Regions from separate parts of the Hordeum vulgare genome. Here region 1 is linked to region 2. A link is a contact called in public Hi-C data. All regions are on one chromosome and are shown on one strand. The core of a region is the stretch at or near the end of the contact, and the rest is flanking DNA. Distances in the headings are between cores, read along the strand shown.

The links. A called contact is a pair of places that touch in the nucleus more often than the background predicts.
Region 1: a Hi-C map of seedling shows a contact between it and region 2, with 2.7 times the contacts expected there. The contact joins the promoter of LOC123448409 here to the promoter of LOC123448408 in region 2. A contact is called at or near these places in 1 of 6 Hi-C or Micro-C datasets (seedling) and 1 of 1 datasets of contacts at active chromatin or transcription factors (embryo).

The regions. Positions count from the first base shown.
Region 1 is chr4H:213,904,503-213,910,270 of MorexV3_pseudomolecules_assembly, reverse strand. LOC123448409 reads right to left here and starts at 2,475. Exons shown (of 5, transcript XM_045125267.1): 1 at 2,194-2,475; 2 at 1,733-2,079; 3 at 1,069-1,632; 4 at 1-64. The coding sequence starts at 1,858. The coding sequence ends at 1,285.
Region 2 is chr4H:213,771,413-213,777,117 of MorexV3_pseudomolecules_assembly, reverse strand. It overlaps LOC123448408 (translationally-controlled tumor protein homolog), which reads left to right and starts at 2,443. Exons shown (of 5, transcript XM_045125264.1): 1 at 2,443-2,566; 2 at 2,884-2,957; 3 at 3,507-3,635; 4 at 3,721-3,878; 5 at 4,131-4,485. The coding sequence starts at 2,539. The coding sequence ends at 4,248.

The DNA.
Region 1 (5,768 bases), core at 1,226-3,725, 130 kb before region 2:
GCGCATGATGTGGCCCCGACCCTGCGCCCGCCAGTCCTGCTTGAACACGTCGTTCTCGATGAGCCTGCAGCCAGCCCCGCACGGACAGAGTCAAGATTTTCTATCGCATATGATAACATGATGTTATCTATCTATAAAGACGGGGTGCAATCCAACAGATGAAAAATACAATGAGAGACAAAGATTTCATGAGTTTGTTGATGAAGCATTTTTTGAAAATAATACATGCGAGATTACTGGCCCCACGATGATTAAAGATGACATCAATAAGATCACACAGCAGGGGCTGAGTTAACAATCTGTGCGAATGAACATGCTGTTAATATGTCAGTAGTACTATTTGGGGAAGGCAGCAGATTAGAAACGTCCATACGACCGACGTGGGACGGATTAGATGAATGAAGGGATACTGTGGACAGCATGTATATGAATTGCACAGACATCAGTTGCTCACAGCAACATCTGGTACAGATGCTAAGCGACAAAATCACCATTTCCTACTTCCTCTTCAGAGAAAAAATTTGAACCAGGAAAATTGCAGCAAAGGCAGATTACAAGTATCAACCAAATTTAGAACCGAAAACGGTGGGTGAGAAGAAGAGCAAAGTGAACAAGATTCAGACTGACATCTAAGTGAGCTGCATGCATCATAACCATTATATTAATTTAATTTCGCAGATAATATTTGGCAGAGTTGAGCAATAAAGTAGGTCACAATGCTAACGACTCCAGTCTTGAAAAGATGAACCAAGTTCCTGCATCTGCTCATATATATAGAAAGGAAACATTTGCAGTCCATATTCGGTCCAGTCTTGAAGAAAAAAAAATGCTTTGCACTATAGCTAGTACTAAGCTTGAGACAAAGCATGTGATTGCAGCGCATCTAGATGAAACGTAATACCACAACATAGAGGGAGTCATTCTTTCCAGCTTCTTCAGAATGAGACATCGCCAAGAGAAATAAAACAATAAGACTGAGAAAACAATAAGACTGAGAACCTAACTGTGTGAGAGAAAGAAAACAATAAGACTGAGAACCTAACTGACCACTGCCCATGCCACACGCACCAGCTGAGACTCTAACTGACTAAGCCTGGAAAGTTTTGGCAGGAGCAGAAGCGGCCAAAGCCAAGCAACAATCGTCGTGCAATCGCATGCAGAGAGAGTCCAAGACATGGCAATGGCATGCGGTCAAAAGAGTTAGACCGCTTTGGTGAGGCCAGTGGCCGATTGCTCGGTCATCGGATTGCACACGACGAAATCGAATTCGTCGTTTTCCGACAACTATCCCCAGCATTTGCAGAGGAGGAGGCTGGTGGAGCATTGCTGGAGCTTGAATCTATGGTATCTCCCGCGCAGGAAAGGGAGAGAAGCATCGACCAACGGGCGCCCCCCGGACAGATTGCTGAAGCAGAGGTTGTCGGCCAGGCGGTTATGGAAGAATCCGGCGAGGGTCTGCGGTGCCCTCTTGATGGTTTTGATGGTGTCGGAGCAGAGCTGGCGCCACTGCTTGGAGACGCACTGGAAGCGGCAGAGCGACCGGTAGGGCAGCCGCGCCAGGATCTCGACGAGGGGGCCCTCGGAGACGCTCTCCGCTGCCGCCGACGCTGGCTTCCTCTTCTTCCTCTGCTTCTACGAGCGGACCCAAGAAAGAAAGACTGATTAGGCTCCCGGTCGATTCCGTTCCATGGACCGAAGAAAGATTGGTTCGGGGAAGAGGTATGGAGCAGACCTGAGAAGCTACGGCGGGGAACAGCGATGCGGGATGGGACTCGTCGCGGCGGCGGATCGCCGGCAGGTGGTTCTGGTTCTGCTCCTCTCCCGTGCGGCCATGCTCGCTTCCCCCTGGCGGCATCATGATCCTCCTCGCCTCGTGGATCGGTAGATTTAGGCGGGTGGAACGGCCACCTAACTGTGCGAGGGAAGGAAGGAACCGCCGGTGGAATCCATCGTTGCCTTGTGGGCGGCGGTGAGGGTGTCAGAGAGCTGCGCGAGCGACGCGGCGACGGAGTCGAGGCCGCGGACCAGCATTAGCAAGCCCTCCCAGAGCCGCTTCGGACGCCCGGACGCCACCGTGCACTGCGCCGAACAGATCGGATCAGAGAAAGCACGGACGCGTGAGGATCCATCCATCTCTGGAGTCGGGACAAAGAAAGAAAAAGAGGGATTTCGGTCAGGATCGATCGGGAGTACCATGGATGTGGCGGAGGTGATGAGGCGGTGGTCCTCGAGGATGCCGACGGCCTGGCAGCCTCCACGGCCTCGGAGGGCTCCGCGGGCGGCGGCTCCGACGACATCTGCGTAGGTGGGGATCAGGGCAGAGGGAATCGCCGGGAGCTAGGTTAGGATGATTATGATGTGGGGATTGGAATGGGGTGTGGTAGTGAGGAGGTGGGGATCGGGAGGGGGGCGGGGAGGAGGTTGCGGCGGCGGCTGAGGAGATGGGGACGAGGGAGGAGGGGTGTTTGATAGGGTTCGCTGCGTGGGGGACAGAGAGGAGCTGGGTGGGTGAGAGGGTGAGGGGGTGTGGGCCGTTGGATCTGTACGACTTGGACAGCTCAGATCGTTTTCAATAGGGTGGTCCATGGACTTTATTCTGATTGTTCGAGACATGTGTCATTTAAAATAAGGGCAGTGCTAGGCGCCGGCGCGCCGGCCCGAGGGCTTGCGCCGGTCGCACATCAGCCGTCAGATTAGGGGCCCCCTGACCGACCGCCTCGCCTCGCCTCCTCACCGATGGTCGCCCTCACCGTCGGTCGCCGCCTCGGCCGCCCGTCGAAGCATCATGGATGCAGCACGTCGGTCTTCACCTCGTCGGCCTTCACCTCGTTCGGTCGCATCTCACCCCCCTGTGTTGCAAACGATGGAAAAAAAGTTTCAACCGTGTGTATAAAAAGCTTCAACCGTTAATAAAAACGGCTTCAACCAAAAACTTCAACGAGGGAAAGTTGCAAACGTTGACAGAAAAAGCTTCAACCGTGTATGAAAAAAATTTCAAATGCTGCTCCGACTGCAGCATCTCGCGTGGTCACTCCTCAAAAGTTTCAACCGTGTATAGAAAAGCTTCAACCGTTAAGAAAAAAGCTTCAACCAAATACTTCAACGAGAAAAAAGTATGATTTGCCTTACAACTTTTTATATGTATGATTGCAGCTTTTTAATCAACGGTTGAAGCTTTTTTAAATAGCCGTTGCAGCAATTTTGAGTGACGTTTGTAACACTTGTATACGTTCGGCCAGCGCACGGGCGGAAAATGTTTACCATAAAATAATCTCTAAGTGCTAAAAATAATTGAGATTTATGAAGAAACTACCAATAATATTTTATAAAATGTCGCCACTAAAATTTTCATTCAATTTATACCATATATTATGGATAATAACCAACTTCTATACATTTTCTTTGAACGAAAAATTCATTTTCCATTTTTCGAGGGCCCAAAATGAGTTGTTTTGTGAAGAACTTACCATATATTTGTTGCAAGATCCATGGCTTTCAAGATCCATGGCTTTCAAGCCAAATTATCAATCTTATGGCCACATTAATGACATAGTTTGTTGAAATGATATAATATTATGCACAAGGATGCATATTGAAATAACAAACAATATTGATTAAGGAAGTTTTCATTTTCCTGGTATGTAAAAATCATTTTCCATTTTTCAAGTGTCCAAAATGAACTTTTTTGTGAAGGACCTACCATATATTTGTTTCAAAATTGGACCAAATCATTTTTCTAAAATACTAGGCCATATTTAATGTATAATTGACAAAATGGTTGGGTGTTAAAGGCTTTTATCGATCTCTCCTAAAAAAGATAAATTTTCGTTGAATCAGCTGAAAGCGGGTCAAACTTGAACTGCATCTACATTATAGTTTGCTCTATATTTTTGCTAAAAACAATTTATAGGTACACAAGTATCTATTTAATCATAGAAACATCAAAACATTTCCAAGATTCAACCACTAGGTATGAACGGTCATACCCGCTATTTTGACCGCGTTTTGAAATGGCCATGGAAAATTCAAAACAAATTCAAAAAAATGGAAAACCATTGCATTGTGTCATTATATGTGACAAAGTTACCAGGAAAATTAATAAACTTGTAATACGACAATTATTTTAAATAAGTGTTCTTAGAAATGAGCTATCATGTGTGAAGATTCATGACTTTCAAGCCAAATGATCAATCTTATAGCCACATTCATGACATAGTTTGTTGAAATGATATAATATTATGCACAAGGGTGCATATCGGAATGGCAAACAATATTGATTAAGGAAGTTTTCATTTTTCTTGTATGAAAAAATCATTTTTCATTTTTCAAGTGATCAAAATGAGTTGTTTTGTGAAGGACCTACCATATATTTGTTTTAAAATTGAACCAAATCATTTTTATAAAATACTAGTCCATATTTAATGTACAATTGACAAAATGGTTGGGTGTTAAAAGATTTTATCCACCTCTCGTGAAAAAGACAAATTTATGTCGATTCAGCTGGAAGCGGGTCAAATTTGAACAGCAGCTGCATTATAGTTTGCTCTTTATTTTTCCCAAAAATCATTTATAGGTATATAAGTATCTATTTAATCATAAATACATGGTGTGGTGCCTTGACGTCGAGGTTTGCATGGTGGTCGAGGGCCCCAACTCCAAAGTGCGTGAACTTGCATGCCAGTCTCATGGTCACCGCCTAACCGTTGCATTGCCACGCGTTCTAGGTGGAATAGTCATGTCTGGTGGGTTGGACAATCCCTCGATAGGTGTTAGCAATAATAATACAATAGAATAATCTTATGAGGAGACTGAACTAAGCACAAACATAAATTAGCAGCCAAGTGTTTGATTAGCGGTGCGGGTAATTCACATAGACAATGGGCCTAAATTTTGGCTGAGGATGATCATCTACTAAGGAGACTCTCTTGGCAAATTTTTATCTCAAATGGATGAATCTAGGTGGCACTTGCTTTGCAAAGTAACACATTGTGCAGAAATATGGATGTTGAGGCTAGGATCAAATGAATGAATGGATTGACCTGAAATTTGGTGTATGATGTTAATTTGGGCATATGAAGACACTGTATAAAAATTATACCATTTGGACATGCCAAACTCACACTTCCTTCACAATGTGCCAATTTGGACAGAAAATGGTAATTAAAACTGGGCTCACATAGATGATTGGATTGAGCTTAAATTTGGAGGAGGATGATAATTTGGGCACATTAAGCTACTGTAAAAAATTCATAAAATTTGGATAAACAAAAATTATACTTCCTTCACAATGCTCTCTACTGAATAGAATATTGGGAAAAATATTGAGAGAAATTGGCTGAATTAAATGAGCTAAAATTTGGTGCAGTGAGGTTATATGGTCAGTATCATCCCGTGGTAAATTTTTCATCAACTATAAAGCAATATAAAACATAGTTGCTTCACAAAATGAAAATATTACCAAAAACAAAGATTGGATGATGAGCTCACATGAATTGTTAGATGTGGCTAAAATTTTATGGAGAGCTACGTTTTGGGCACATAGATGATGTGGAAAAAATTCAACTCATCAGGATATTCCTATCTATTACTTCCTTCACAAAGCTGTTAGCTGAACACAAACTTTGGAAATTTGCTCAGAAAGATTTACTAGGCAAATCGTTACGAAAGTTTTCATGAGGCAATGATTTGGATAGGAAAGAGTGTCCAAACAATATGAGGGTAATCAAAGAAATAGAAATAGCACTTCCTTCACAAAGTGGTATTCTGAA
Region 2 (5,705 bases), core at 1,194-3,693:
GTCGTCAGGAGGGTAGTCGTACCCAGCAGCAACGTTAGTCTCAGGGTCTACCGGTAAGAAGAGGGGGAAGAAACAATAAATAACAGCAACACGTGCAACACGACGCATGACATGGCAATATGCGCGGCTAGGCATGCACTAACGCAGTATCATCCGTCATAGACGGATCGGGAAAATATCAGATGACATTTCTCGGGTCTGTGACTACTACCGGACATGCGAAACGGATGGAAAAGTTTCATGTTCGCTATGCTAGGGACGCGATACAAACGAATGGATAGCGTATCCGTGCTCGTCTCGTTTTTCTGATGAACTTTCATGTACAAATTATTTTCTAAAGTTTTATTAATTAATTAGGAATTAAATATATTTAATTAAATTCAACAAATAGATTTGATATCAGCATGATGTCGCTCTGACATCAATAGTCCACAGTCATGACGACTGTCCCCCACCCAAGCCGAATCGGCCAAGGGCGAGGCCAAGGGGCGATCCTTGCGGGCGTCAGCGGTGAGCGCTAGCATGCGGCAGGGAGGCTGGCGGTGCGCTAGGGGGGGGGAGCGGCTGACACGTGCTGGTCGGAGTTGCGGGACCGCGGGAGCGAGCGAGCGGGGGAAGGTCGAGTTGGGCGAGGCTCTATGAGGGGAGGGGAAGGGCGAAGCGGTGCACAACGCGTGGGGGTGGGGCAACGCGACAGCGGCATCAGCGGGCGTCCAAAGCTCATCGGAGGTGGCCGGAGCGCGGCCGACGGGCGGCGGCCGGGGCCAAGAAGGGGAAAAGGGGGGGGTGGCCGGAGCCCGGTGGCTCACCACTGGTGTAGTGGCTGCACAGGCCCGGGGAAGGGGTCAACGACGCGGTGGCGAGGTGGAGGAGGGCGGCCGGCGATGGGGGCGGCCGGATCCAGCGATGACCGATGGTGGAGGGCGCCGGCGCCGACCGGGAGTCGGGGCAGGGTCGGGCTCGAGCCCGTGGTGGTTCTGGGGGCTAAGGGGGAGAGAGTGAGGGAAATGGTGGGATTTAGGGTTTGGGGAAATAGGGGGGCTTTTTATACCCCAAGGGGTATGATGGGCCGGTGGGCCGGTTCGGTTTAGGTGGTTGAGTTGGGCTGGCTCGGGGCAACCCGAATGGGGGTGGGGGTTCCTTTTTTAAATTTCTTTTAGTTTTTCTTAAATGTTATGTTTAAATTATTTTGTAATAATAATCTCTTCTAAAAATAGGGCATTTGGTCTAGTATTGCTTTTGCAATTTATTACAATCTCATAAAATATTTGAGATTCATTATTTGAAAATGATTAAAATTAAAAGGCATTTAATAATGAATTGACCGTAGTTATTAATTATTTTTGAGACAAAAGAGGGCTTGATAAATATGGTTTCATATTTTATAATTATCACGTGAATATTTGCAATCTAACCATGATTTTTGTTTTCGTGTTTAACAAAATATTTATTCCACTTATTAATTGAATTTTGAATTTCAACGGAAATTTGAAATGAGAAACGATCTAAAATTTGATCAAGCACTGTTTAGCAAAATGATTAGGCATTAATCATGATCATCAATGTAGCTTAATTACAATGACCACTCTACATAATCCAGGGATGTCACAAAAGGTTTGCTTCCAGGTCGCTCGGGGTTTCGTTTCACACGTGAGGAGAAGATTATGTTTTCCCCGCATGTGTTGTTTTGCGAAGAATGAAGGGGTTTCGAATAGGAATCGATCCACGCCGGGCTTAAACGAACACACATTAACAGATGGACCGGGGTGTAACCCTGGCGGGGGTAATCCGTGTCAATCCACGGGGGTTGGGCCCAAAACCTCGCGGGGGAGGGAGTAAGGTCCTATTTGTTTAAAAAGTCCTAGGACTTTTTTTAGTCCCAACTAAAAAGTTCGTAGTCCCTACTTGTTTGGTTGCAAAGACTAAACATGGACTAAATGTTATTAAATGACATGCTAAAGGACCATGTTACCCCTGTTAATGGACTAGAAATTATTAAATAACATGCTAAAAGTAGGGCGCTGTTGAAAAAAAAATCCATAAAAAGACTCTCTTAGGTACTTCTTTATTTAATCCTAAATGCTCATTTTTAATCCTTAAAAATCCCTTCCGTTTGGTTTAGATGAGACTAAAAAAGACTTTTTAATTCTACGAAAAAATCCGTGTAAACAAACACCCCTAAACGAGCAAGTCCTTAGCGGTTCCGAGCCGTCAACAGGTGTGGTCGTGCACAGCAGAGGCACCCAAGCCGTCCGTGCCAGAATATCCGGCCATGATACACGGATCAGACGGCGTGGAGTGAACCGAACACTTTTGTGGACTTTTATCATGTCCAGATCAAACATCTGGGTCGTTCAACAGAAATATACCCACAGATCGGACGGCCGAAAAAGGAGCCCACCTATTCCGGGGCTGCTATAAATATGAGGAGGCCGTCTCCGCCCCACCCCCTCTCGCCGTCCGCCGCTACTCCCCTGCTCGCCTCCGCTCTTTAGGGTTTTCTCTTTTTTCGGGGGAGAAATCTCAAGAGGCGGCATCATGCTCGTGTACCAGGACAAGCTTTCCGGTTCGTGCCCCCGCCCCTCCCCCACTTTTCGCCTCTTTTAAACTTGTTTCGAGGGAATCGGGCTTCCACTAGCTAGATCTTTTGAACTTGCTTCGAGGTAATCGTCCTTGGACTAGCTAGATCTGATCGCTTCGTTGAGTCGGTTGGTAATTCTATGTTAGCTGTCGGTTGCTGATGAGGATTTACGGACTGGTAACCCGGCTCCGCTCGCTAATCGGTAGATCTCCGTGCGGTCTGGGGTTAGGACTTTATTTTATGTGTGTTCATGCGTTCTTATGATGGATTTGACTGAATCTGCTGTGTTTGATGTGTCACAGGCGATGAACTCCTGTCGGATTCCTTCCCGTACAGGGAGCTGGAGAACGGTGTGCTCTGGGAAGTCGATGGCCATGTAAGCGTATACTCTCAGATGTTTTTTGTGCGGATGTTTAGATTATCGTGGTAGATAACGTGCTAGTTAGTTTATTCGACCTCGTCAATTTTGTCTCAAAACACACAGATCTGGATCAGCAGTGCTCACCTAGCCATGGGATACATTGATGACTGTTATATCATATTAGCCATCCACTTTCCAGGCTTGTATCTGCTTTTATGACCTATTATAGTCTCGTTATATTGTGCAGCTTTGACACTTATATGAAATTAAGCATATTTATATTAGGATTGATCGGTATGGTTTTCTACACAAGAAAAAAAGATTTCAACAATATCATCACATTAGTTGAATGTCGCCTAGAATATCTGTCAATACTACTACTGGATGATCTGGTGGATCTGCTTGTGTAAACTTTCAACCTCTAAAAGTTGATTGTTCACACACATGATTATAAACTGTTCATATCTAAAGCACCTGTTGCAGAATTCACATGTACTTCTATTTGTGCCAACATCTTGCAGATGTTTTAGTTTATTTGACTTGTATGGTTTTGAATGCTTGTAGTGGGTCGTTCAAGGAGCAGTTGATGTGGACATTGGTGCCAACCCCTCTGCTGAGGGTGGTGGTGAGGATGAGGGTGTCGATGACCAGGCCGTGAAGGTGGTTGACATTGTTGACACCTTCCGTCTTCAGGTTGCTTCCTCTTTTTGATTGACTCTATTGACCTCCACAGAGTATGCACTTGTTGATTGTGCTAAGTGTTAATTACCTTTTGCAGGAGCAACCTGCTTTTGACAAGAAGCAGTTTATTGCTTACATCAAGCGCTACATCAAGAACCTCACTGCCAAGCTTGAAGGTGAGGAGCTAGATGCTTTCAAGAAGAACGTTGAGTCTGCCACGAAGTATCTTCTTAGCAAGCTCAAGGACCTTCAGTTGTAAGTTCTCTCTTTGCCTTACTCGAAAGTGCAGGCACTGGTGTATGTAAAACAATGTCTCACCCTTGATTATCATTGATCTGTCCAGACACGTTAATATTTTATTCTAACATTATGATAATTCCAGATGCTGGTAATTTATTCTATAGAGCTTATCACTGACCGAAAAGCAATTATATTTTGGGAAGGTAGTAATAATCTATCCATTCAACTTAGGGTACTTCTAAAACTGCTCCTATTGACCTGTTTCAGCTTTGTGGGCGAGAGCATGCATGATGATGGCAGCGTGGTGTTTGCCTACTACAGGGAGGGAGCTGCTGATCCAACTTTCCTCTATTTCGCTCATGGGCTGAAAGAGGTCAAGTGCTAATCGCACTGTATGCTAATATCTATGTGGTCGTCAGTATTTTTGCTCTGCTCTATGGTTGTCAGTCGACTCTCCAATGCTTGTGTCAGTAACTATCAGATGTTGAGTATCTTGAAAACTTTGTGATAATCATGGGATTTGCTTTGTAATGGTAATCGTGAAATTTGTGTGGTTGTGTTTTGGTCAATGCCTCAGCGTTTACTCACTCGCTAGTTGAATCAAAGAGATTTTGCTGTGGAATCCGCCTTTGTTATCTTTATAATCTTATGTCTTTGTATTCTGTCATTCTCATGCAACAGAGTAAATGCACTGTTTGATCTTAAGAATCGTTTAAAATCAAGAACAAAATAATATGAGTTGTATATCACCTAATTAATGTGTAATTGATATCCGAAGTAATACCAATGGTATTTAGTGTGGTATCCCATTTTCGTAAATACTGAGCATTTATTACTAGTGATTGTAAGTATCTCCTTGGCCTCGGAGCAAAATGATTGAATCTAGCCTAGCAAAATGACTGAATTATCGTCTAGCCTAGCAAAATGACTGAATCTATCCTCGGATATATGTATCCGTATGTAGATTTCTAGTTAAACTCTTTAAAGACTTATATCTATAGGATATATGTCTATACATATCTGTACGTAGATTACTTATATTTTGTAGGAATATCTGTATGTAGTTTTCTAGTAAAAACTCTTAAAAGACTTATATTTATAGGAACGGAGGAAGTAGTTTTTATTTATTTATTTAAACACAACAGGAAGGCTTAGTTGACCGTGAAGTATGAGCCTGCGGATTGCCTCTACGTGGCTGCTTTACCTGCTGCTGAAAATACTTTTTAGGAACCTTCAATAGCTGCTGAAAATACTTTTTAGGAACATTCAATAGCATGTGTATATTCGGATGTCTATATATTCATATAGACAACAATAACAACAAATACTTTAGTCTAAAACAAGTTGGGATAGGCGGAGGTGAAACCCTTAAGATATCACGGCCAATTTATGATTCTGGCATGTGGATAACAAGTGCACGTGGATAACAAGTTTCACGCATCCGTGTCCATGGCTAGTTTTTTGATGATGCTTTAATCGGTTGTTTGTCTTATAACACCAACATCCTCTTGACCCATGTCTAACTATCATTGACTAGCATCACATCATTCTCAAAAAGCATAAATCATGGGATATCTTGTATATTCCTTGTGACCTCCTCCATTATCAAGTTAAAATGATAAGGGCTTAGAGCTAACCCCTGATGCAATCCTATTTTAATCGGAAAGTCATTAGTCTCGTCATCACTTGTTCGAACACTTGTCATAGTATTATCATACATGTTTTCGATGAGGGTAATGTATTACTGGGACTTTGTGTTTCTTCAGAGCCCATCAGATAACATTCCGCGATATCTTATTATAGTCCTTCTCCAAATCAATGAACACCATATGCAAGCATTTT